5 separate regions of the Mus musculus genome follow, and regions 2, 3, 4 and 5 are each linked to region 1. A link is a contact called in public Hi-C and promoter capture Hi-C data. All regions are on one chromosome and are shown on one strand. The core of a region is the stretch at or near the end of the contact, and the rest is flanking DNA. Distances in the headings are between cores, read along the strand shown. Region 1 holds the start of Plcxd2 (phosphatidylinositol-specific phospholipase C, X domain containing 2). Region 2 holds the start of Gtpbp8 (GTP-binding protein 8 (putative)). Region 3 holds the start of Spice1 (spindle and centriole associated protein 1). Region 4 holds the start of Cd200r1 (CD200 receptor 1). Region 5 holds the start of Nepro (nucleolus and neural progenitor protein).

The links. Promoter capture Hi-C pulls out the DNA fragments that hold promoters and counts their contacts. Hi-C and Micro-C count contacts between places; a contact is called where the count stands out from the background. Capture Hi-C pulls out chosen DNA fragments and counts their contacts.
Region 2: a contact with region 1 is called in a promoter capture Hi-C map of pre-B cells. The contact joins the promoter of Gtpbp8 here to the promoter of Plcxd2 in region 1. A contact is called at or near these places in 4 of 39 promoter capture datasets (the 3T3-L1 cell line, the SN4741 cell line and pre-B cells).
Region 3: a Hi-C map of CD8 T cells shows a contact between it and region 1, with 3 times the contacts expected there. The contact joins the promoter of Spice1 here to the promoter of Plcxd2 in region 1. A contact is called at or near these places in 1 of 39 promoter capture datasets (pre-B cells), 1 of 484 Hi-C or Micro-C datasets (CD8 T cells), 1 of 115 datasets of contacts at active chromatin or transcription factors (astrocytes) and 1 of 9 other capture datasets (liver).
Region 4: a promoter capture Hi-C map of hippocampal neurons shows a contact between it and region 1, with 4 times the contacts expected there. The contact joins the promoter of Cd200r1 here to the promoter of Plcxd2 in region 1. A contact is called at or near these places in 3 of 39 promoter capture datasets (the 3T3-L1 cell line, hippocampal neurons and liver) and 1 of 115 datasets of contacts at active chromatin or transcription factors (thymic regulatory T cells).
Region 5: a contact with region 1 is called in a promoter capture Hi-C map of adipose tissue, with 3 times the contacts expected there. The contact joins the promoter of Nepro here to the promoter of Plcxd2 in region 1. A contact is called at or near these places in 4 of 39 promoter capture datasets (the 3T3-L1 cell line, liver, neutrophils and 1 more), 2 of 484 Hi-C or Micro-C datasets (B cells and embryonic stem cells), 1 of 115 datasets of contacts at active chromatin or transcription factors (large pre-B cells) and 2 of 9 other capture datasets (adipose tissue and liver).

Annotation. Positions count from the first base shown.
Region 1 is chr16:46,008,662-46,013,211 of GRCm38.p6, forward strand. It overlaps Plcxd2 (phosphatidylinositol-specific phospholipase C, X domain containing 2), which reads right to left and starts at 1,752. Exons shown (of 4, transcript NM_001134480.1): 1 at 1,033-1,752. The coding sequence starts at 1,195.
Region 2 is chr16:44,743,783-44,748,304 of GRCm38.p6, forward strand. It overlaps Gtpbp8 (GTP-binding protein 8 (putative)), which reads right to left and starts at 2,581. Exons shown (of 6, transcript NM_025332.3): 1 at 2,217-2,581; 2 at 1,613-1,711; 3 at 1-86. The coding sequence starts at 2,555.
Region 3 is chr16:44,345,610-44,350,126 of GRCm38.p6, forward strand. It overlaps Spice1 (spindle and centriole associated protein 1), which reads left to right and starts at 1,792. Exons shown (of 18, transcript NM_144550.4): 1 at 1,792-1,897.
Region 4 is chr16:44,763,378-44,768,219 of GRCm38.p6, forward strand. Cd200r1 (CD200 receptor 1) reads left to right here and starts at 2,359. Exons shown (of 7, transcript NM_021325.3): 1 at 2,359-2,695. The coding sequence starts at 2,632.
Region 5 is chr16:44,722,114-44,726,451 of GRCm38.p6, forward strand. Nepro (nucleolus and neural progenitor protein) reads left to right here and starts at 2,188. Exons shown (of 9, transcript NM_145972.4): 1 at 2,188-2,355. The coding sequence starts at 2,250.

The DNA.
Region 1 (4,550 bases), core at 502-3,001:
AAACCTCTCTGTCCCATGCATAGAAAGCAGATGGAGGTGTCTTGAGGTCATCTTTTAAGGCAGAAGAGAAAAGCAAGTAGGTCCAGGGAATGCATGTGGGCTTGTCTGAGAGTCTAAACTTTAATTGCTATGTCCCCAAGCAAGAGAAAGAACTGGTCCACCGCTTGCTCCCTGAGTGCTTCTTAAGTACCAGCATTGTAGGATTTCACCCACCTCACCAACCTGAGCTCAGTGTGGTCTAAACATCCTGCCCAAGATAACTATGTTTTAGCAAGCCTTTCAGTGGAAAGATCAACCAATTGCCCGAGAGCACTGTCAAGCTTTGAAGCCTCTGGCAGAGGAATGCAGCAAGAACAGAGGTGCTTCTCAAGGCTCCAGTTCTACATCAGCTAGGCAGACACCTGTGTATATATAGACAAAGCTTCAAACACCGTCACTTCATCACACCTAATGACTGCCTGTGAGGACAGACTGCATCCTCTATTTCTGGCATTTCCAACAACAAAACTATGTGCCTTGATGCCCAGCCTAGAATCTGAACCTATTTTCTAACACTTATCTGATTTTTGTTTTCAAGAAAGGTCAGATAAATGAGAAAAATATTCTTTTCAGCTTCAATGTTGACCCAGAGCTAAGATTGTTAAGGACTTTCTACCCATTATTCTTGATCTCTCCCCCTTTCCCTTAAATGATTCAAGTCAGCGAGCCTTTCACATACCCAGGCCTCTGCATCAAGATGGTTAACATTCTTAGACTGAGGCCGTATGGTGTAAACAAAATAAAAACAACAAAACAACAGCGCAGTGATTCCATTCTCTCAACTGTCCCTTTTGCCAGTGATGCAGTCGGCTTGACTGACTCTCTTTACAGCAGCTACCTTCCTGTTAAGTTTTTTTTTTTTTTTTTTAATTTGGAAATAAAAAGAGATCACTGACAATTGTTTTTCAACACAACAGAAAACAACCAACCCACTAGCAAACACTAAAATGGCAGCATTAAACACAGTGCGAACAAGTAGTTATAGACGAATACCTGGGATTGCCAGATTGGAAAGGGGGACGTTGTGGAGGTGAGCGGGGAGCGAGGCCATCCAGTCGGCATTGCAGACCTCCGAGGCTGTCTTTGTCCCGCTGGGATTGGGAGAGCAGATGGTACCCATCCTGAGTTTCCTTCTGGCCTTTCTAAATGCAAGCATCCCTGTCGTCCACGATTTAGACAGGCTCAGTCTAGTGCCACTCACTCTGTGGTCATCACCGCTCGGGGCTCTCTAAACATTTCAGAGCACATGGGTCACGCCAGTCTTTTCAAGATCCTTTTCTAGCTGGGAGATGGGTCAAATAGGTGCTCCCCTGCCTGCTGCTCCCGCAGTCCCCACCCTCTTCGCCTTGCCACTGAGATCCACTCCTTTAATCTCCTCAGTCCCTGGTCAGTTAAACTTCTTAGTTCCCCTCTGGAGACGGGGGAGGCAGGCCCGAAGATACAAACCTTCCTGAAACCCACAACATCCAGGAACAGCCACACCCGGAGCTACTCACACGACAGGTGCCCACAGGGCATAGAGACGTGCCAGCGGGCTGCACACACGTGCGCACCCGGGTTGCACCATCTCTTGTTCATGGGTGCTTCCGTGGGTTTCCCCGGGCTGGTACACAGGCTGGGCCTGCCTGCACCCCCGCCCCCTGGCTTCTCTGCCCACTGCCCTGTGCTTTTCTGAAGGGCTCTCAGAAGAGTAACCGGCAGCCCCGGGACTCTGGCGGCCCCGCCCCGCACTGCCGGGCAGATTTGCCAGACTAGGCGAGCTGTGATTGGTCGTTGGCGGGATTCTCTCTGATTGGACAACGCTCTGAGGGCCCGCCCCTACATCGCGCTCCCACGCCTCCCCTGCTTCTTAGCTCCTCCCCTCTCCACTCCAGCGGGGTAGCGAGTGGACAGGTCGGGCTGCGGCCTGCTGCTCCGGAAGGGGAGATGTGCACCGTGGCCGGCTGTCCTCAGATTGATCTTTTTCTTGTAGATCTCTGACGCGACCTCAAAGGTTTCTCCTCTCTCCCTCGGCCTTACTCTCACTGCGGTGAAAATTACCCAGAAACGCGCTACTTTTTTTTTTTTTTTTTTTCAAACCACCGTAGCAGCAGAAACAGGAGAGCTAGAGAGGCCAGAGAAAGGTGCTGCTGCGGCTCCTATTTAGATGGCAGCATCAAAGCAGGTTTGTGTTTGAAACAATGCAAACTGACAGTTCTCCTGCACAGTCCGCTGAAACTGGCCAGTGCCATTATTTCCGTTTCACAGAGGAGGAGATAATGGTGCTTTGGGTTCCTGTTGCTGTTGTTTGAAACCTTTTGAATTATTTGTCTCACCTGCTCCTCACAGCATTACCACAAGACTCAGAGTTGCTGATACACTTCCTCGAATGGATGAAACAGCCTGAGGCAGGTCACGTGGTGGCAGTCTGTGCAAAGTTCATTTTGAAATGAGGTTCCCTAACTCGGTCTGTAGAACACAGACCCACTTCTCTGCTTCCTGAACTGTTCCCACTTCAAATAGTATTCAAATGTAGTACAGAGTTTTATAATCCGATATTGTTAGTTAAAATTTGTAGTTAGATTTATATATTTCTTGTATGCGTTTTTCTGTGAGAACATGCATGTGTGCAGTTCAGAGGACAGATTACTCCAGTTCTCTCCTTCCTTGAGACCGTCCCCGGGGCTCAGATCGTCAAGTTTGGCAGTAAGCACCTTTACTCACTGAGCCACCTCCAAGATCTGACCTGCATACTTTGCAAAAAATAAAAATAAAATAAAATAAATAATAAAAAAATACTATTTTGGCAAACAGATAATTTTATTTAAAAAATTTTAAATTAAGGTAGCCTTTTATAGCAAGAAGGACCCTAGAGACTCAGGAGGGCCTTAGGGGAAAAGAGAACAGTGGCCAGAACTCTTAAAACTCCTGGAGTTTATGTATAAAACCCTAGGGCAGCTGTCGTTTAATCACCAGATGACCTCCATTTTACCCCTGTATCCCAGGCTACCTGTCTTAGTTAGGGTTTCCGTTGCTGTAAAAAGACACCAAGTCCAAGGCAACTCTCATAAAAGACATTTAACTGGGGTTGGATTACTGGTTCTGAGGTTCAGTCCATTATCCTCATAGCAGGAAGCATGGCAGGCCCTGGAAGAGCTGAGGGTTCTACATGTTGTTCCAAAGGCAAAACACAGGTGAAGACTGGCAAACCCCACCCCCATAGTGACACACTTCCTCTATCAAGGTCACTCCTACTCCAACAAGGCCACACCTCCTAATAGTGTCATTCCCTGGGCCAACCATATTCAAAAGACCACATTCTACTTTCTGGCTCCCATAGGCTTGTTAAAACACATGAGTCTATGGGGGCTACAGCTGGCCAGAGTATAATGAAAAATACATTGAGTTCAACTTCAAAAGTCCCCATAATCTACAGCAGTCTCAACAATGTTAAAAGTCCCAAGCTCAAAGACTCTTCTGTGATTCATCCAATCATTTAACTGTAATTTCCTACAAAATCAAAGTCAAAAGGCAGATCACATGCTTTCAACATCACGGGATGTATATTACCATCCCAAAACATTACAATGAGTGAATACTGGACCAAAGCAAGACCAAAAACCAGAGCTGTGTGTTTTCAGAAAACACTTCCTAGAAGATTTCACCTCAGTGATGCTGGTCAAGTTCTCCGTAAAAAGCCTTTGTTTCCCCTTTCTAGACTGTGGTTTCATTCCAGATTAAAAGTCCAAAGGAAAAAAATAACAAAGTAATAAAAAGCCTAACATGCTATAGCTATTCCTTCCTCAACACTAAATGGATAAACAACAAACTTAGCTGGATGGGGTCTTGCCCCAAAGTCACCACCCACTTAATATGTTTATCTTCCTGAACACAGGGCTCAGCTTCATTTTACTTCCTGGTGCCCCGTTAATGCTAGAACCATACATTATGTCTTTTTTTTTCCTTTGTCAGCTTGCTCCTTTTCATCAAAATGTTCCTCATAACAGTGAATTTTAATAACCACACAACAGAGTTTATACCAGGCTGTTTTGAGATTTCTCTTGTTGATGCAAATAATTTAAATCTCTTCACTTTGCTTCATGCAGACTCTTCAGACAAGAGCAAAGCACCCAGATTATTCACCAAAATATCATGCACACACACACAGACACACACACACACACACACACACACACACACACACAAATAGTCTCTAGAACACACACTAACATTCTTTTCTTTGAACTTTTTGAGCCTGGTGGCCACAGTTCAAACCATCCTCAGCAACAATGTCTTCTATTTCCCTACGAGGGTGGCCCATTAGGTCCCACTTAAAGCATTCTACTGTTTTCCAAAACCCCAAATCCACATTCCTCCAAAAAAACATGGTCAGGAGCTATCACAGCAATTCCCCAGTCTCTGGTACCAAGTTCTCTCTCAGTTAGGGTTTTCAATGCTGTAAAGAGACACCAAGACCAAGGTAACTCTTATAAAGGACAACATTTAATTGGGGCTGGCTTAGTGCTTCTGAG
Region 2 (4,522 bases), core at 1,331-3,830, 1.3 Mb before region 1:
TCGGGTGCTCTATAGCCATACCCTGGCATGTCCACCAATGTAAAATGTTTTCCAACTTTGAAAAAATTCATTTTCTTTGTGTGCCCCTGATAGAGTAAATGGAAAAAAAAAGCTGGCTTAAAATATATCCTTTATTTCATGCCTAGAAATGTTCATGAACCTAAGTATTCAATCAACAAATACTTATTAAAAGTTGAAGTATATATTCTGAACTACTGTAAATACAAGGGGGAAAAAAGGTGGAGAGAAGTAGCCACCAATGATTAAATCATAATTAAATCTTTTCAATTTTTCAAAAAATATGCTTAGCTTAAAAACTTTACATTTCATATTAGAAATACACAGACAAAATATTTTAGGATCTTTCCTATTTTGCTGTCTGTGAAAACCACCCAGATTAAGGCTGTGTTTGCCATCAGCCAATTCTCTGATGAGCAATGTATACAGAGGAATAACTTAAAAGTGCTGATCAAACATTTATTCTATCACAAAGATTCTTATAACACCCAGATCCGAAGTCTGACATTCATCCTCTGCAGACTAGTGTTTCTGTAAACCAAGATGTTTTTGCATGTGCAGTTTAGTGTCCTCATAAATAATTTTTAAAGAATGTACAACCCCACAATTACAACAGTGAAGTTAAAATTGATGCAAAGATAACACAATGTGGCTACTTGCGCTTTTGCATTCATGAAACACGTAGGAATCAGAAAAGGAAAGACAAACTAGAGTCAATTGTTTGGTATAAAATATCAAAGGAGAGGGCTTTTCGTAAGCGATGATTAAGTTCTTGGTTAGCGTCTTTGTCTGTTAGAAAGTGTTTTTAGAGTTGTGTATTTGAGAATGAAAAGAATACACCTTCTCTATCATTCTCTTATACAAGAGTGGGATTCGTTCTGTCTAGAATTCACCGTTTAGCTGGCTTCTGTGGTGAGGAGGAAGAGTGGTGAAGGATGGAATCCCTGTGATGAAACCAGAGACGCTACTCCATGAAGTGGGAAGGAGAAAGCTAGCTTCATGAAAGGGCTTAAACTTTCGCGGGTGAAACAGTGAGGGTCACAGCTGGTGGAAGTGTTTTGTCAGATGGACACTAAGGTAAGTGGGGCCAGCGGTGAGATTTCGGAAAAGGTTCTTTTAGGTACCAGTTGGCTGCATCAATGAAAAGGAAGGAGAAGAAGGAGAGGATAGCAGAAGGGCAGAAGATCAGAGCTATCTGTGAAGAAAGGCACAGAGTGGCCTTGGGTAAAAGAATACACACATCTGGAATATACACAAGAATATAGAGGACAAAGCAACTTAAACCCTTTTTTCCCTACAACCAATGTAGAACTAGACATTCATTATTATAGAAGAAAACAGCAATAAAATACTTAACTTTGTCAACTAAGGAAAAATTTAGAACAACAATGCTTTCCTTTAGATATTGGCAAGACTACTAAAATCAATTCAGCTATACTTTTGTTTTTCTCAGAGAATATACAGACATTAATGATGTCTTACCTTATTACATATTTTTTAAAAAAATTCTTCTCTAGGAACTTAGCAATTATGATCTCTTGCATCTGCCAATACTTAGGTCTCATTTTATAAATTCAAGAGATACCCAGCATACCGGTTTTTTTGAGATCCTGACTTCTACATCAGGGGCCAGGGAAAATAAGGCCTTTATCAAAGAGGATTTTCCAACATTGCTTCGGCCTATGAAACACACCTAGTATGAGAGAGAGGTAGGGAGAATGGAGTACTTAGTATTCTCAGGGCTGAACAGTGGCTTATTTATTACATGTTGTACTTTCGGGGTTGGAGACGTGGCTCAATGGTTAGGTGCGCTTGCTGCCAGAGGATTGTAGTTCAAGTCCCAGCCAGCACGTATGGCTGCTCCCAACTGCCTGAAACTCCCGTTCCAGCGAGCACTGATGTCTTTTTCTGGGTTCTGAAGGCAACAGGCATGTGGTACACAGACATACATGCAGGCAAACCCACATAAACTAAAATGAAAATATAAAAGCACGGGCGGCTCTTCCGGAACACCGGAGTTGGATTCCCAGCACCCACACTGCGGCTCACTGCGGTCCTCCACGGGCACCGCACACGAGTGGCGCATCCACACGGAGTGTTTTCTTTTGCTGTTACGAGCTCTCTCGCTGGGTGACAGGAAATGAGCACAGGCCGACTCAGGCTCTCGCACCTACAGTAGACCCGGCGGTCAACCTCACCTCCGGCTGCTGCAAACTCGGGGCGTGGTCGAGGCGGACGGCGGAGCTGAGGTACTCGATGCGGTTCCGGGCGGTGGCCTCAAAGATGCTCTCCGCCCGCCCGATGTCCTCCAGGCTCGGGTCGAAGAGTCTCTGTTCGATAAGGCCAGGCCCCGAGTCCGCGGCGAGGTGCTGCCCCAGTTCCCGCAGCGGGTACACTACCTTCGTTAGCTGTTTCTGTGGCAGCCTTAGCACTTCTGCGAAGGCAGGGGACGTGCTGTAAACCCGGGTCCAAGGCCCCAGTGCTGGCGCTTTCTCAAGGAGCCTTCCCATTCTATGACTCAACCTAGCCGCTGCCATTTTCCTCTCCCAGAATCCTCGCGACTGGATTTTATTAGTAGGGTCTGGACAGCGCCAGACAGAAAGCTCGCTGCCGCAGCGCCTGCTGGGAATTGTAGTTTTCTAGGGTCTCCTCACCTGCTCAAGCTTCTCACCACCTCCGGGCAGAAAGGGGGAAACCCCACTGACTTTCTTTAACACCTTGGCTTTACCAACTATGTATCAGATTGGCGTGTTCTGGTCTTCAGCGGTTTCCAGATGCGAAAAACTTACCTTGTCCTGTGATCTTTGAGTCTCAAGGGAAGGAACCATAGGGACAAACTAGTGGATTCCAAGCCCGCTTTGCCTTCTGTTTCCGGTCGTTTTATCGTCGATTGACATTTATCATAAGTTCACGTCACCGAGAAAAACACGTTTGCAAAATTAAATAAGCTGGTGAGAAATGTGGTTGGAATTGCAACTCGTTTTCAGAGAAGGGACGGTATCTCTCTGACAGGCAGAGCGTTGGAGCAGCAGTTGAGAACTGACAAAGATCCATAAACCAGAAACAGAACTGGGAACAACTGGAGTCCTTTGAAGCCCCCAAATACACACCCCCTTCCTCCAATACAGTCATACCTTCTAATCCTACAAGGCCCCACTTTCCAACCCTTTCCAAACAGTTCCCTAAACTCGGGAGCAACTATTCAAATGGCTCATGGGAGCCATTCTCATTTAAACCACCACAAGCATTTAATCATTCCGTGCCCTGTCACTCCATTATTTTCTTTTTAAAGCATCTGCATATAGCAGGCACATAAACTTTAGAGTCAACATATGCTGTGTTTTCCATGGACACTTGTAATCAAACTCTTCCCTAGTCTCTACTGTAGGCAGAAGATCAAAGAGCCAGAGCCAGGTTGACTCCATGACAGGCTGTAAACTGGCAGTTTGGGAGTCTAGGCCTATTTCTGTTTCCCAGAAATGAGGACCCAGATTCAGGAGCCCATGGCCATCCAACCACAGCTGCAGACAGCCAATCCAAGGGTGCCTTACCACCTTGGAAAGTCCCCAGAGCCCTAACAAATCACAAAGGACTCATATCCCTGGAGATAGAGCCAACTAATCAAGAAAAAACAAAAGATAAAAGACACCCACTGCCACCCTAACAGGCTTTAAACTGACCCTGCAGAGCACACACTGGTGTCTCCATTCTTAAATGGAGCGACCTTTGCATGCCGAATTCTGCTGAAAGACGCTCTTTGCTGTTGCATATTATTTGAGTCTGGGGTCTCATTCTCTGGGGGTTCTCAGACCCTAACATTAGCATCGTGTTCCCAGTCCTCCTTGTCTCTCACCTAGATTATTGGCATAGCTTCCAAAATCTAGCTGTGTATCATTGCTTGTTTCTCCTTCAGGTATATTCCCAATGTAATGGCAAACATGATCCTGTTAAAATGCAAGTGAAAATCCCCAACATCTTCTAGTCTCAAATGTAACGTAGCCCACTGATGTAAGAAGCAAATATGCCCCTGTGTTGCTGCATATGCCTGTCTGGAATGCTTCACTTCCAGATATTATTACACGCCTTGTTTCTTTCCTAGTTGGGCTGTTTGTGATCATCCTTCAGAAGAAGTGGCTTTGATTTTGAGAACTGAAGCAGTTCATCACAGAGTTAACACATAAAAAAATTTAGTATGATGTAGACAGGTATTACACACTTTGTATATAATCCTTATAGGCACTTGTTTGTTTGTTTGAGTTGGTTTGCTTTTGAGACAGAGTCTATTACATAGGTCAGACTGGCCTCAAATTCGTGATCATTCTGTCTGAGCCTTCAGAGTGATGTACTACCACACCCAGATTTAGAGCTAAGATTTTTCACTAAAATTCAAGTGACTGAAGTGCTGTGACTATATTCTGCCAGGCTTAGCTGATAAGAACAGGAAGAAGGTTGGTAGATCAGTGAAGAGATTTTGCCATTCTTACAGATCATCACAGTTATTTTT
Region 3 (4,517 bases), core at 542-3,041, 1.7 Mb before region 1:
TGCCTCCCCTGGCTAGCTCACCTTGCTTTCTTATAGAACCCAAGACTACCAGCCCAGGGATGGCACCACCCACAACGGGCCCTCCCACCCTTGATCACTAACTGAGAAAATGCCTTACAGCTGGATCTCATGGAGACATTTCCTCAAAGGAGGCTCCTTTCTCTGTGATAACTCCAGCTTGAGTCAAGTTGACACACAAACCCAGACAGTATAACTGTCGATCCATATCATGACATTATGATTGCTATAATCTTCATAATAAGTTTTAAAATCAGTCATGTTTAGAAATCAAATTTTGTTCTTTTGATTTTGGCTATTGTAGGTCTTTCACAAGAATTTCAGAATCAGTTTGCTAATTATTTTTCTAAAGAAAATGCATTTTAATAGGTATGAAATACATAAAATAAACAAGATATATATATATATATATATATATATATATATATATATATATATGGAAAAGAATAAAACAAGGAAGCAAGTGGAACAACATATATTATTGTCCTACTGTCTAGTTTGTTTCTAAAGAGAAATTGTTATATACCCTTTTTATGTTCTTGTGCACATATGTTTTTAGATTTTTTTTCTTTATCACTAGTTTTGATTGATTTGATTATTATGTACTTTGTAGTTTTCTTGTGTGTGTGCATGCGCACACATGTTTCATTGGGTTTTGGAAGTTGAAGGAAAAGATGAACTCTGTGGGTAAATATGTTGATAGAAGGCAGAAACAGTGATGGAAGCGGATTTAAGTTTTCTGAAATTAATTCAGTGTTAAAAACGAAATGAGAAGCAAGTCCATAGACTGGCATGAGGTTAGAGGAGATAAATAAGAAAGTATACTACTGTTATCTAGGGGAGTGAGAGAATTAACGGAGCAGAGACCTAACAGGATGCTCCATCAACTTTAGGTAGGGGCTTACCTAAAGTTGGGGGGCATGAGTCAGCATGGACAAGCACTTAGGAGAGCCAGTGCTGGTTACTTGGCAAGTGACTACAGCAAGTTGGAGAGGAAGGGGTGATGACGATTACATAGACAACACGTCCACATTGGATCAGAGTGGAAAGTCTCAGAAGGCAGTTCATTGCACCTGGATGACACTGAATATACACCTGTTGATCCGTGTGTAGCTTTCCCCTTAACAATTGAAGGTCAGGGGTTTCCAAGGAACTTATCAAGGGTAAGACATTCATTGTAAAGTCCTTAACATGATTTATGAAGTTATGCACATCCTGCCTCCACCCAAGCACAATCACCAAGTTTTCTCAACTTCTATTCCTCCATTGCAGTTTGACGTACATCCTTGCACAGGCAATTCCCTCTGTAGAAATGCTCTTTCTTTTTAAATAATCTACTCCTCCTTTCATTTCAGCTTTCCTGCGATATTGAAATATTCCCATAAGGTCACTATCTAGTTTGTACAGTTCCTTCTTAGCATGTATACAGTTTTCACCTTATACATTTCGGTCGTCAATAGCTTGCTGCTATGGGGTTGTAAACTTGCTGAGAGCAGGGTCAGTTTTAGTTCCCGGTGAACCTAGCGCGTTTGGCTCCACTGGGAGGTAGCAAGACATATTTCTAAGCAAACGATCAAAAGTTAAGGCAAGGAAGTGCGGTATGTGGAGGTTGGTGTGCAAGTTTCTTTTGGAGACTTCTAGAGGCTTATGACAGGCGCGCCATTTGGCCCTTTGGGTGAGAACTGCAGAGCCCCACGCCAGTACCGCCTCTGGGTCGCCTCGGAGGAGCTCGCCGGATGTACGCAAAGGCGTGGGGGCGGAGCTCTGGTAACCCAGGCAACGGCCCGGAAGCCACTTTCCGCGTTCCCCCGTGGCGGGCTCTGTGGTTCTGGAGGCTGAACTTTTAGTCGGGGCGGAGGCACAGTCGGCCAGCGGCAAGGCAGGTTGGGGTGAAGCGGGGGCATAGGGCGAGGAGAAGCGGCCGGCGTCTCCGCCTGGGTCTCGGCGCCCGGGTGGGCGTGCGCACCCCAGGGCCGGCCGCTCGCCTCGCAGAGCCTGAGAGTGCGGTTCCGGGGAGCGCCTGGATCCCCCGCGGGACAGCGGGCCCCGCGCACGCGCGCCGCGTTCCCGCACCCTGCTGGCGGGAGAAATCCCGAGGCCGGCGGGTGATGCAGTTGTTTACTGTCCCGCTAGGGAGTGGCAGAGTATCGGGTGTTGGGACAGGGCGCGTCCTTTAAGTTGAGCGTTTAGGTGAGGGTTTCTAAGGAAGGGGCCGTTTGAAAGTTTGGGACAGGCTTGAGCTTGGGAGTCAAAAATAGGAAATTGTTCCAGACAGTGCATGGCACTGCTTGTGAAGGTCACAGCTGGGTCTCAGTATGGGTGGGAGGGAAAACTGGGGCCGCACGAAGAGCAGCTCTTGAAGTTGGATTTTTCTCTACAGTGGGCTCCATTAAAATCTTACGAGGGAGTAAAACGTTGAGATCCCTGTATCCCTGTATCCGGGTAAGATTGATGGCAGGGACAGTGTTCTGGTTGTCCCCCAGTTTGTTTTCATACTAGTTAAGGTAAATCTGGTAGAATTCCACCATCCCTCCTTAAGAGCAGGCAAGGGCTTCCAGTGGTCTTTTGTATAGCCCTCAAATTGCAGGGGCCCTCAGTTAGCTTTTAGACTGTTATTGTTCAGACTGAAACAAATTCTGTAAATGTTCCACACACACACACACACACACACACACACACACACACACACACCCACTTGCAGAGAACATTTTCTTTCTGATTTTCTCCCCCCATCCCCCTTTCTTTTTTTGTTTTTTTCAAGACAGGGTTTCCCTGTGTAGCCCTGGCTGTCCTGGAGTTCACTCTGTCGACCAGGTTGTCCTCGAACTCAGAAATCTGCTTGCCCCAGCCTCCCAAGTGCTGAGATTTAAGGCTTGGGCCACCACTGCCCAGCATTCTGATTTTCTTTTATTTACTCTTTATTTTCAGCCCGACTTTGTGGAGGGAATTAAGGAGAGGAGGCAGCTTTTCTTCATGTGTATTGAAGATTAGGAACTTCCTTGACACAAAGAATTAACTTTCAGGCTTGCCTTTTGTAAGAAGTTGTTTAGTTATGATCTTTTGAGAAACGTACCTCTGAGAGGGCACAGGCTACTTCTCTGTTTTGTTTTATTTGGTGCCTAGCAAGCACGTTGAAAGTTACTTGATAACGTGGAGTGGATGGATGAATGGGAAGAAAACCTTACAGGAAAATTAATAACAGGCTGTTCAGAATTGTTCCTAGTAGAAATGGAAAAGAACGGACAGATGGGCGGGATATTTCAAGGAAGGATTTATAGATTGTGTTACATAGCAGACAAAGAGACAGTTAGGAACCAGAGGCGATGCTTACGCTTAAGCCAGAGCAACAAGAAGGATGGCAATTCTCTAAGTTTAGTAACTGAGTCAAACAGTTAGGTATCTAGATCTAGAGGATTGGGAGGGCTGTGCCAAACGAGCTGCATCTTACTATACTCTGAGGTGTATGGAAGGGCAGTGAATGCACAGCAAAGGACGCTTGATGTTTTAGGGACAGTTAGGAAACATTCATTAGAAACTGTCTAGTTATGGTCCTTTAGTTATGTGTCTGTGTGCCCGGTATAGGAATAGCTTTGCTGAGAGGTTTCTGAGAATCACTAAGGGGGCTGTTGGACCTCACGATGGTCCAGAAAGCAAGCTCAGTGGAAGTTGGCATATGACTAGACTCATTTGCAGTTTACTGCCATTGCTCACATCCAGTGCGTGGGGGTGTGGTAGGGTTCCCCAGTATTGGGTGAAGGGACACGTGTAAGAGGAGGACAGGACAGGGATAGACCGAGATGAGGGCCCTTGGCTACGTTTTCCAAGGAAAGAGTCCAGCGTAGTCTGAAGAGGAAAGAGTAGTGAAATAGCAGGAAAAAGGGTGTTGTGGAAGCCGCGGAAGAGGAAAGTGCCTGAGAAGTAAGGAAGGGTTTGCACTCTTAGCGTTAGGAAGCAGTTAACGTTCCTCATTTTCTCCACACTGGCCCCACTTCTGCAGGGTGCTGCGATTTATTGACTGCCCTTAAAATACCTCTAGTCTCTGTTATGCCTCAAACAAACAGTGCTCATTTCCCTCAGTTCCCCACAACTGCCTTTGAGAGGTAAACAGGCACATGGACCTTTAACCCCTTTTAGCTACTTGTAAGTTTTTGTATGCGTCAGATTCATGACTGTTTCCAGGGTTGAGGCTGGTAGAGTTTTAACTTATGAAAAAAAATGTAATATTTTAAATATAATTTGAAATAAAAATTCCCTCCCTTTTGAAGAGTTGCTTGTTTTTACCCAGCAAAGTTGATCCGTTGTTTGTGGTTTCCTAGCGTATACTTTATAGTCAGGACACTGAGTGTCAGTTCCTTCCTCTCCTCATTGTTATCTGTGTCACTGTGAGCAGTGTGATTCTGTCCTCATTTGAGAAAAGAGGTAAAAATTGTCACTGATGTCATCAACACTTAAATAGGACTTAGTATGTGTCAGGCAGGGGTTCCAAGCAGCTTACCTAT
Region 4 (4,842 bases), core at 1,109-3,608, 1.2 Mb before region 1:
GTTGTACATCTTCAGAGAGAACTGAAGTGGTAGTAAGCTTCTGGGGCCTTAATGTAAATACCTGTTCTCCTTAAGAAGAGAAGGTGGGGCTTGGGAAAGTTGGGTTGTGGGACTTGAGGGCAGAAGGTGTGAAGAAGTAGAGAGACAAAGTAGACTCTTGGTGAGCCTACTTTATGAACTCCATGGTGTGGAAGTTACTGAGTCAACTCTTACACAGCTGGTTAAAGACTGTGATTTGTTCTCAGATGAGCACACAAGGAGAGAGTCTGAAAGATCACTGCTTGAAGGGGTGGGTGGGGCTGTGAGGGGCAGGGCTGTGAGGGGATGGGAGCTGAACCTGAAGAACTCAGCCAGGCCATTGGCAAGCATGAAATCCTTTGATTGGACACTTAGAAGGTCTCTGAAGCTTAGCTTCAATTTTTTTTTTGTTTTTTTCGTTTTTTATCATTGTTTGTTTTATATCATTAAAACAAATGAAAGTAACTTAAAACAAAAGTAATTAAAACAATTTCGAGGCTGTGAATGTGGCTCAATTTATAGTGTCTTGCCTAGTATGCATGAAACCATGGGTTCATCCCCAGGACCACATAAACTAACTGTGGTAGCACATGGCACAGTATAATCTCAGCATTGGGGAGGTGAAGACAGGAGAACCAGGAGTTCCCAGTTATCCGTGGATACACAGAAAGTTTGAGTCCATCCCATCTCAAAAATAAATAATGAAGAGAAGAATAAAAAAAAAAAGAAAAACAAAATTAAAGAATTTGTTCTCTCTCTGCTGTGTGTGTGTGTGTGTGTATGTTTGTGTGTGTACATGTACATGCCATCGTACAAATGTGAAGGCTGGCTATGTTATCTCACTCTACTTTGATGTAGTTGCTGGGGACTGCAATCAGGTCTACAGGCTTGTGTGGCAAACACCTTTACCTACTAAGCCATTTCGCTCCCCTGATCATCAAAACTTTTTGATGACATGGACAAAAGCTCATGCCATTATAATATCAAATAGAAAAGAAATACAGACACAGCTAAGAAAATGAACCAGTATCATTGAGGTTGCTTGGCAGAGAATTAAGCACTGCTCAGATTGTCCTCAGAACCTACAGTGTCAACAGCTTCTTGTGATGGAAAAACAGTATTTAAATTTAAATGACATGTCTTCAAGTCTTTCTTTCTCTTAAGGATCTTATCTCCTTGTTCCTTTGAATCAGAATGGTGCACTGAGAAAGCTTGAGAGGTGGAGGAGGGTAATATATAGAGTTTAATGTTTGGCAAGAGGGAAGAGGGAATTGCTAACTTTGAAAATTCGTGCTGTTTTATCTTTTTTTCCTGTTGACAATGTTTTCTTCCTCTTCCTGGAGCATTTTGCTCAGGGGTAGGAAATTCTTACCACAGAGGTTTTTTGGTTTTTTTTTTTTTTTTCCTTCTTCTCAACTGTAATCTAAGTTTATACTAACTAGTAACATTACACAGAATTTTTCTGGGAAGTTAGACTCTCAGATCTATGACAACTCAAAGGCGGTTATCTGTGACTACAACAACCTAACTCCTCGAAAGTCAAAGAGAATGGAAATTCAGTACTGAGCCTCCCACAGAGGTCTGCGACTGAACGTTCACTGATGTGGCAAAAGGGACTATGTGAATGTAATTAAATTAAGGATCTTCGGATGAACAGACAATGCTCATTGGACAAATTAATCGCAAAGGACCTTGTAAGAGGAAGGCAGAAGGGTCATCATCAGGCGATCAGCTATGGCAATGGAACACAGGTTAGAATGATGTCCGATGGCCGCAGGCTAGAGCGCAGAGACATCTGGGTGCTGGAAAAGGTCGTGTCTCCAGAAGAAGCAAAGGCCTGGCTACGCCTTGATTTTAATCCCATATCATGACGTTCAGACTTTTGACTCCCGGGCAGTGCATTAGTGCTGTGTTTAAGCCTCTCATTTTGGGATTGTTAGGGTAATAATAGAAATAATAGAAAATAATAGAAAAACGCATTTGATGCTCCCAGCATTATGTGTGGGGTTCCAGACTAGATAGTAATCTCACCATGGCATTTTCAAGTAGAAATATTTATTCTGCATTAAAGACTGAGGAAGGGTATACACACTATTATTATTATTATTATTATTATTATTATTATTATTATTATTATATTGGAGAACTTTCCAGAAATTCATTGTGGTTAGGAAATTTACAAGCACGCGGCGAAAATCGATCGATAACCCTCTTCAGTTTTGAATGGAGGTTTAGACACATCCATCTGTCTTGGGCATGTTCAGAGCCTTACTGTACAGTTTATCTGTGAGCAGCAGGAGAAGAGAAAGAGCCAATGGGCTGAAAGTAACCCACTCAGTCAGCTTCCTCTGTCTTTGCTTCACGGTTCTGCACAGGAAATCCATTGCTGTGTCAAGTCCCAGAGAAGTTTCTTCTCTTCCAAGCCAGACTAAAGCACGCGAGTGGAAGGAGTTGGCAGGCAGGACGGGGCTGCTCCCTGCGGATGGGTTAAGAGGTGCGCTACCACGCAGAAGCCAACCCGAGAGAAGAGGGATCCGGGTTATGGTCACTGCTGCTCCCTTACCTCTGAGGAGAAAAAGTACCGAGTGAGCGGCGGAAAACCAGAAAACCGAAATGTTTTGCTTTTGGAGAACTTCTGCCCTAGCAGTGCTCTTAATATGGGGGGTCTTTGTGGCTGGTGAGTCTGAAATTTTTTGGGGGGTGTGGGTGGGGAGAATGACTAAGGGAGGAGAGACCTGTTCTGCGCAGCATTTAAGCCTTGTCCCTTTTCGCTGGGTAACGCAAGCCAATTTCTGTTGTAGAGATAAGGGTTGCTCCAGATATGGGTTACCTTGTCACCTCTACTTTCTGCTTTGTCTGATTTATTTTTGCTTTGTGTTCTATAATGTCCTCCACTGTCGCTTCCTCATCTCCCCTCCCCCTTCAGGACAGGTCAGGATAAATTAAACACATATTCATAGCAATCAAAATGACATGGGGGTCTCTGTATCTTCTTCTTGGGGAAAACCAAAAACCAAAAACCAAACCAACAACCAGCTATCATCTCTGGTCTCCCTCGCCAACAGTGTAAGTTGGGAACGTATCTTTTTTTTTTTTTCCTGACACTTTTCGTGACTGCAGGCTTTACACATACAGTTACACTGGTGTATCTGTGATGTATATTTGCCTTTATCTTGAAGATATGTGGGCTACAGGAGTCACTTTCTGAATCAGGAGGTGCACGCCTCAATGTCTGCAGTTTTGTAGGAGTTCAATAGAATTTGGGGCTACCGTGCGGGTGTCCTGATTTCACTGTAGAAGGGTGGTGGGAGTTCGTGTAGGAGGCTTTTTCATGTTTCACTTTTAGTAGCTGCAGTAGCTACGAGGGAACAACAGACTTAGCTCTGAAATGTATAGTTTAACAATTTAAAGGAGACACGGTATTTCTTTCCTTTCACCAGAATTCCTTTAAAAATCACATTTTGGTCTATCTTCCAGAAAGAGAACATCACATGATAGTCTTACTGGTGAGCACACGTAAGATAACTATGATCCACCACTGCACCCTTCTGCTGAGAATTTTCAGTTATCTGTTCTTTTTGATGTGCATAGCAAGCCATTGAGGTCAGGATGGAAGAAAGCTCCGTTTCACATAGCTAGAACCTAAGCTTAGGGCGGTGAAGTGCTTTGTCCGCAGTACTTATTTCCATAAGCACCACAAAACATTGGAGTGTGCAGTTTACCCGGATTGCTTTTCACTGAGAGGCACCCATTGTAGCACAGCTGAAAACGCTAAGCTAATTATTTGTTTATAATTTGAAGGGGGGGGGAGTGTCCTGAGTCTTTCAGTAGTTGGGCTTCTCTAGAAAGCCTTTAAAGTCTGTGCAGGATCAATTTGACAGGGAAAGCCCAGTCAGGTTGTGTCAGGTTGTGTATTAGTAGATCAGACAAAAAAGCAACAAAATGGAAACATAGCAGAGTTTGAATTTTGAAAGCTGAAAGGTCCTCCCCCCCCCACCCCCCCTCCCCCAGATAGGGGTTCTCTGTATAGCCCTGGCTGTCCTGGAACTCACTTTGTAGACCAGGCTGGCCTTGAACTCAGAAACCCACCTGCCTCTGCCTTCCAAGTGCTGGGATTAAAGGCGTGCATTGGAGACACTACGTTCTCCAAGTCTCTGAAATCCAAGCTGGCATCAGAAAATCATCAAACGTTTAGAATGCCAATCAGTAAATTACTTCTTTATACACATGCTTTGACATGACAAGTTCACCAAGAATGACTTAGGATTGTGAGTTGAAAGCCAGCCAGGGCTGAGACTTTATGGCTTCGCTTAGTGCTGCTGCCGACAGGAGTAGCTCCCTCTGTGTAAGATCCATTCGCACAGGAGAGAGGGCAGGGCATCAGGGTGAGTGATAGATAGAATGCTCTTGTTTTGCCTATTTACTTTTAAATTTTACTTTAAACTTCAAACCCTGTGGTGTTTATTTAATAAAGCACCCGAGGGGAAGTTAACAAGAATCTAATCTTGTGCGTGGCTGAACGACCTCCATGTTCACAGACTGTGGCTTTTCTTTCTCCTTATTTTGTCCCATTGTCTTCAAAGTTCTTATGTTCAAATTATAGTTTCATGTCCTGATTGAGATCACCCCACCTTTTATTGAAGTTGCTGGTTTTGCCAATATGAGTTGCTAACAAGAAAAAGGAACCAACAATCCTCTACTGTTTTCTTCCCTAAAAGAATTTTGACTCATTTTCCTTGCCTTCCACTAGGGGGCAGGTACCAACAGGAGGAGACACACTGAGCCCTATAGAGATTAAATGCCACATCAGAAAAGCAAGGAACA
Region 5 (4,338 bases), core at 938-3,437, 1.3 Mb before region 1:
ACAAGGTTATAGTGCAATCACTATAATTTCCTATTTTCTGCTTTCTTGCTATGTAGTCCAGATTGTAACCCAAACTCAAGGAAATCCACTTTACCCAGTCTGAGTGCTAAGATTACATGTGTGAAACCAAGCCAGGCTTATTTCTCATTTTAAGGAATACAAAAGAGACTGTGTATGTGTGTCTATATATGAACACGCACATGCATGCAGTAACAAAGGACATCATTTTTTCTATTTAATAGTACCTCACAGTTATTGTAATACTCATTTCTTGGATTATTAAGGTATGTAAGGTTTTACATATTTGGTGGCCATCTGTGTCTATGAGTCCTTCTCTAGAGTCTACAAGTTTTCCAAGCATGACTTAAAAACTATCCTGTACTTCTTCCATGTGCCCAGTTCCTAGAAGCTTCAATTTCAGTATGTATTGCTCATAGAATATAGAACACCATTCCCTTCTCTCTATTCTTCATTATGACCGTGAATCTTCCTTTAGGAAAACACAGACCTCTCATTCTTTCGTTCCTTATCTCTATCATTGCATCACAAATATATCTCTGTCTACAGCTGCCTTATCTTTTCTTTCTGGCTCATAATACAGCTTTTTTAATGTTCAAGTGGATTATTTTACTTAAACACTTGAGTCTATCTCTCCTTGTCTCTGAACAGGGGGAGATATTGCAGGATGCTATTGTAGTGACTTTGAACATGGAGGATGTGGACATGTGCCAAAGAATGCAGCAACCACTAAAAGTCTGGAAAAGTCAAGGAAACTCTTCTTTAAAGCCCTCAGAAGGAAACAGCCCATTAAACAGCTAATTTTAGCTCAGTAAGACTGAACTGGGGCTAGGAAGGCGTTTCAGAGGGTTGGGATGGAGAAGGGATGCCTCTGGGGACTGATCACCAAACACTGAGTTCCAGGATCAGCGGGAGAGCCTGACTCAGAAGCAAAGGTGGGTAGTGGTAAAGGAAGACCCTGACCACTACCCTTAGCCTCCAACGTGCACACACGACACATCTCCAACTAAAATATCTTCTGTCTTCCACAAGTCCAGAAACATTATGTTGATTCTGTTAAGTCTGTGGTAATATGTTACAGCCCAAATAGGAAACTAACACACAGGTAATTTGGTAGTGCATTAGAGGGGCATTTAAGTCGTTATGGTGTGAGGATAGTTTACGAAGTGTTATTAAAGATAGTGATCCCAGAGCTGACTGAAGAAGTGAGATTGTTTCAAAATGGTTCAAATGAAAGAGCAATTAAGCTGGGCAGTGGTGGCACACGCCTTTAATCCCAGCACTTGGGAGGCAGAGGCAGGAGGATTTCTGAGTTCAAGGCCAGCCTGGTCTACAGAGTGAGTTCCAGGACAGCTAGGGCTATACAGAGAAACCCTGTCTCGAAAAACCCAAAAAAACAGAAAAAAAAAAAAAACAAAAAAACAAAAACAAAAACGAGCAATTATCTGTAAGGAACACACAGGACAGAGAGCATCTCAGTAGGGCAAGATTACTTGCGTTAAATACGTCTAGTAAGAGTAAAAATTTGTACAGCAGGCACTGTTCTAAGAAGTCTTTACCCCCAAGCACACTGAGGTCTGAAGAAATTACCTTTTTGGGATAATATATGGTAATCCGCAGACATAATGAAGCAACTTGGCAGTCTCACTTAATGCCCACCAACTGCTCCTCTCCACCCTGCGAAAGAAACCTTATGAACAGAAGCAAGAAGGCCCCAAGGACTTAAAACGAACAATCACCAGTAATCAGTGATCAGAACCAGCAGAGCCTGGAATATTTTGTCGGAGAAAATGACGGTGATAATGGGTGGTCAAGACAACCTCTGGGTTTTTTGTAATTATTGAAGTTGAGCTATATCCAAGCTATATAGTTTTCCTTGACTACTCCAAATAAATCGTGACTACGTGACGAATGTCACATTTGCTGATATGATGCGAGTTCTTCTTTTCAAAATATCCGAGTAAGAGTTAAAAGGCTGGGCCTCACTCGGATCCATCAGTAAAATGCATAGCTTCGAAGTTGCTCTAAAAATGTAGGAGCCTCAGAATACTCTAACACGTTTCTCCTTTCCCAGCGGGTCTAACGGGCCGTGACTCCGCCCCGGGGCGGGCCCCACACCTCCGGCCCGCCCCGCTCCGCCCTCGTCCCCTCCCTCCCTCCCTCTCCTGCCCAGGCCGCTCAACTCGCTCACGCTCCGCTCGGCCTTCCCCGGCCCTCCCACGCCGCTCGAGATGGCCGCTGCGGTGCGGCCGGGTGCGGAGCCGTGGAACCGCGTGAGGATCCCCCAGGCGGGGAACTGCAGCACGCTGACCGTGCGGGACCCCAGCGCCACCCTGGGTGAGTGTGGCCGGCAAGGAAGTCCTAGCGTGTCTCCGGGAACCGGCGGGCGGGCTCACGTGGGACGGGGTGGGACTTCCTGAGCGCGGGGCACGCCGGGAAGGGGAGCGCCAGGCGGAAGGTCCGGCCTGGATAGTGTGGCATGAGGATTGCTGGCAAGCGCCTGGGCTTCGCCGTGACTGTGCTGGAACAGGAGAGCACGACTAGTCCCGGCCCTGCATGTGTAGCCCCCAAACGCTGCCTGGGTCCTGTGCTGTCCCCAAGGATCGGGGCTGTCACCCAAGTACCGTACGCCGGGGCTTCGGACCTCCGGCTTGTCTCTAAAATACAAGAGCTCGTTTTCCCCTTACTGGGCGAGGGAGTTACTCTGGTCTCTCGGTTCTTCTCAAGTGGGGAAAAATGAGATAGTTAGAGCAGTTTGTTTAGAAAACAGGGACTCGCAAAGAGATGTGTGTGGGGGTGGGGTCTGTGTTGTGAGTTTTAATTTAGTTTGTTAGTATATATGCTGTGGAGGTGTTAACCATATAAGAGGGATCGGGCGATTTGATTTACCCGCTCCCAAATCACGGGCCGGCTCTCGTTTGGAACGTTCTTCCCATGATCCTTTAGAAAAGCCTATTGGGTGGGTGGGACGAAAAGATGGGCCCATGCGTATGGCCAAGCCGAAATGAGGATTCTCAGGATTCACGTGGTAAAAAGCGAGAACCAACTTCTGCAAGTAATATGTTCTACATCTCCCCCTGGATTTAATGCTGTGCTACAACCCCGACCCCCCCAAAACGTAATAAAATATTCAAACCTAAATATTATAATGAGGTGGGGGTCTTTCGAATTGTGAGTTAATACCTGGGTTGCCTTAGTTTTTTGTTGTTGTTTTTGTTTTTTGAGACTGAGTTTTCTGTGTAGCCCTGGCTTTCCTGGAACTCACTCTGTAGACCAGGCTGGCCTTGAACTTAGAAGTCCCCCTGCCTCTGCCTCCCCAGTGCTGGGATTAAAGGTGTGCGCCAGAGCGAGAGCAGCCTACCTAAGCTTGAAGGATGTTTAATCACGAAGGGACATTCAGCTACCGGGAGACACAGCTACGAAATACTGTAGTTTTCACGGTTACATCCAACTTTTTGTTTTTGAAGCTGCTTTTGGTCCTATGACTGTCAGTTACTTTTTGTTATTTCTAAGACAGGTTTTACCCCAGTCAAAAATGGGGATAAAAAATAGTACCAGCTTCTTGGCCATATTGGGGAAATGAAAAGGTTGATACCACGAAGCATTTGTAACAGTGCCTGGTTTGACAGTCAAATGACCGTAGCTGTCATTACAGACACATTTGGTAATTGTTAACTAAGTACAACCTATCGAGTATTCTCACCCCTCTTCCCATCTATCTTTCCTACGCAGTTTTAAGTTCTTTCTAATTCCTTAGTCACAATTTTAAAAACAGATTACTATGGGAAATTCACCAACTCCTCATCACCCAGGTAGCTGATTTAATTTCTCCAGATAGGACAGAGCTTTTCACTTAGAATGCTTGTGTTTCCTTTCTGAGCCACCAGATGGAGCCTGACGCCTGCTTCCCAGCTGCTCATGTTCCGATTAGGAAACATTTGTATAACCATTCAGTTACATAATACAATTTCCAGTGGCCCTGGTGGTTTCTCTTTTCTGGATGTAGTTTCCCATTGATATCCACAGAGGATTGGCTCTAGGAATCCTTCCTTATAAAGAAATGTGTACATGCTCGAGTCTATATAACATGGTAGATAGTATTTGCAGTAGGACCTATCTTTCTGTATACATTAACACTATCTACTTTGCTTATGAAATCCTATACAATATGACATTACAGATGGAATTTTGGGGGGCTATATTCAGTGTGAGGTTGCTTGAATACACAGATGGTGCTCACAGGTAGAGGGCTGAATGTATTGTATATTCTTATCAAAATGTGGTATTCATGGGGCAGGAGAGATGGCTCAGTAGTTAAGA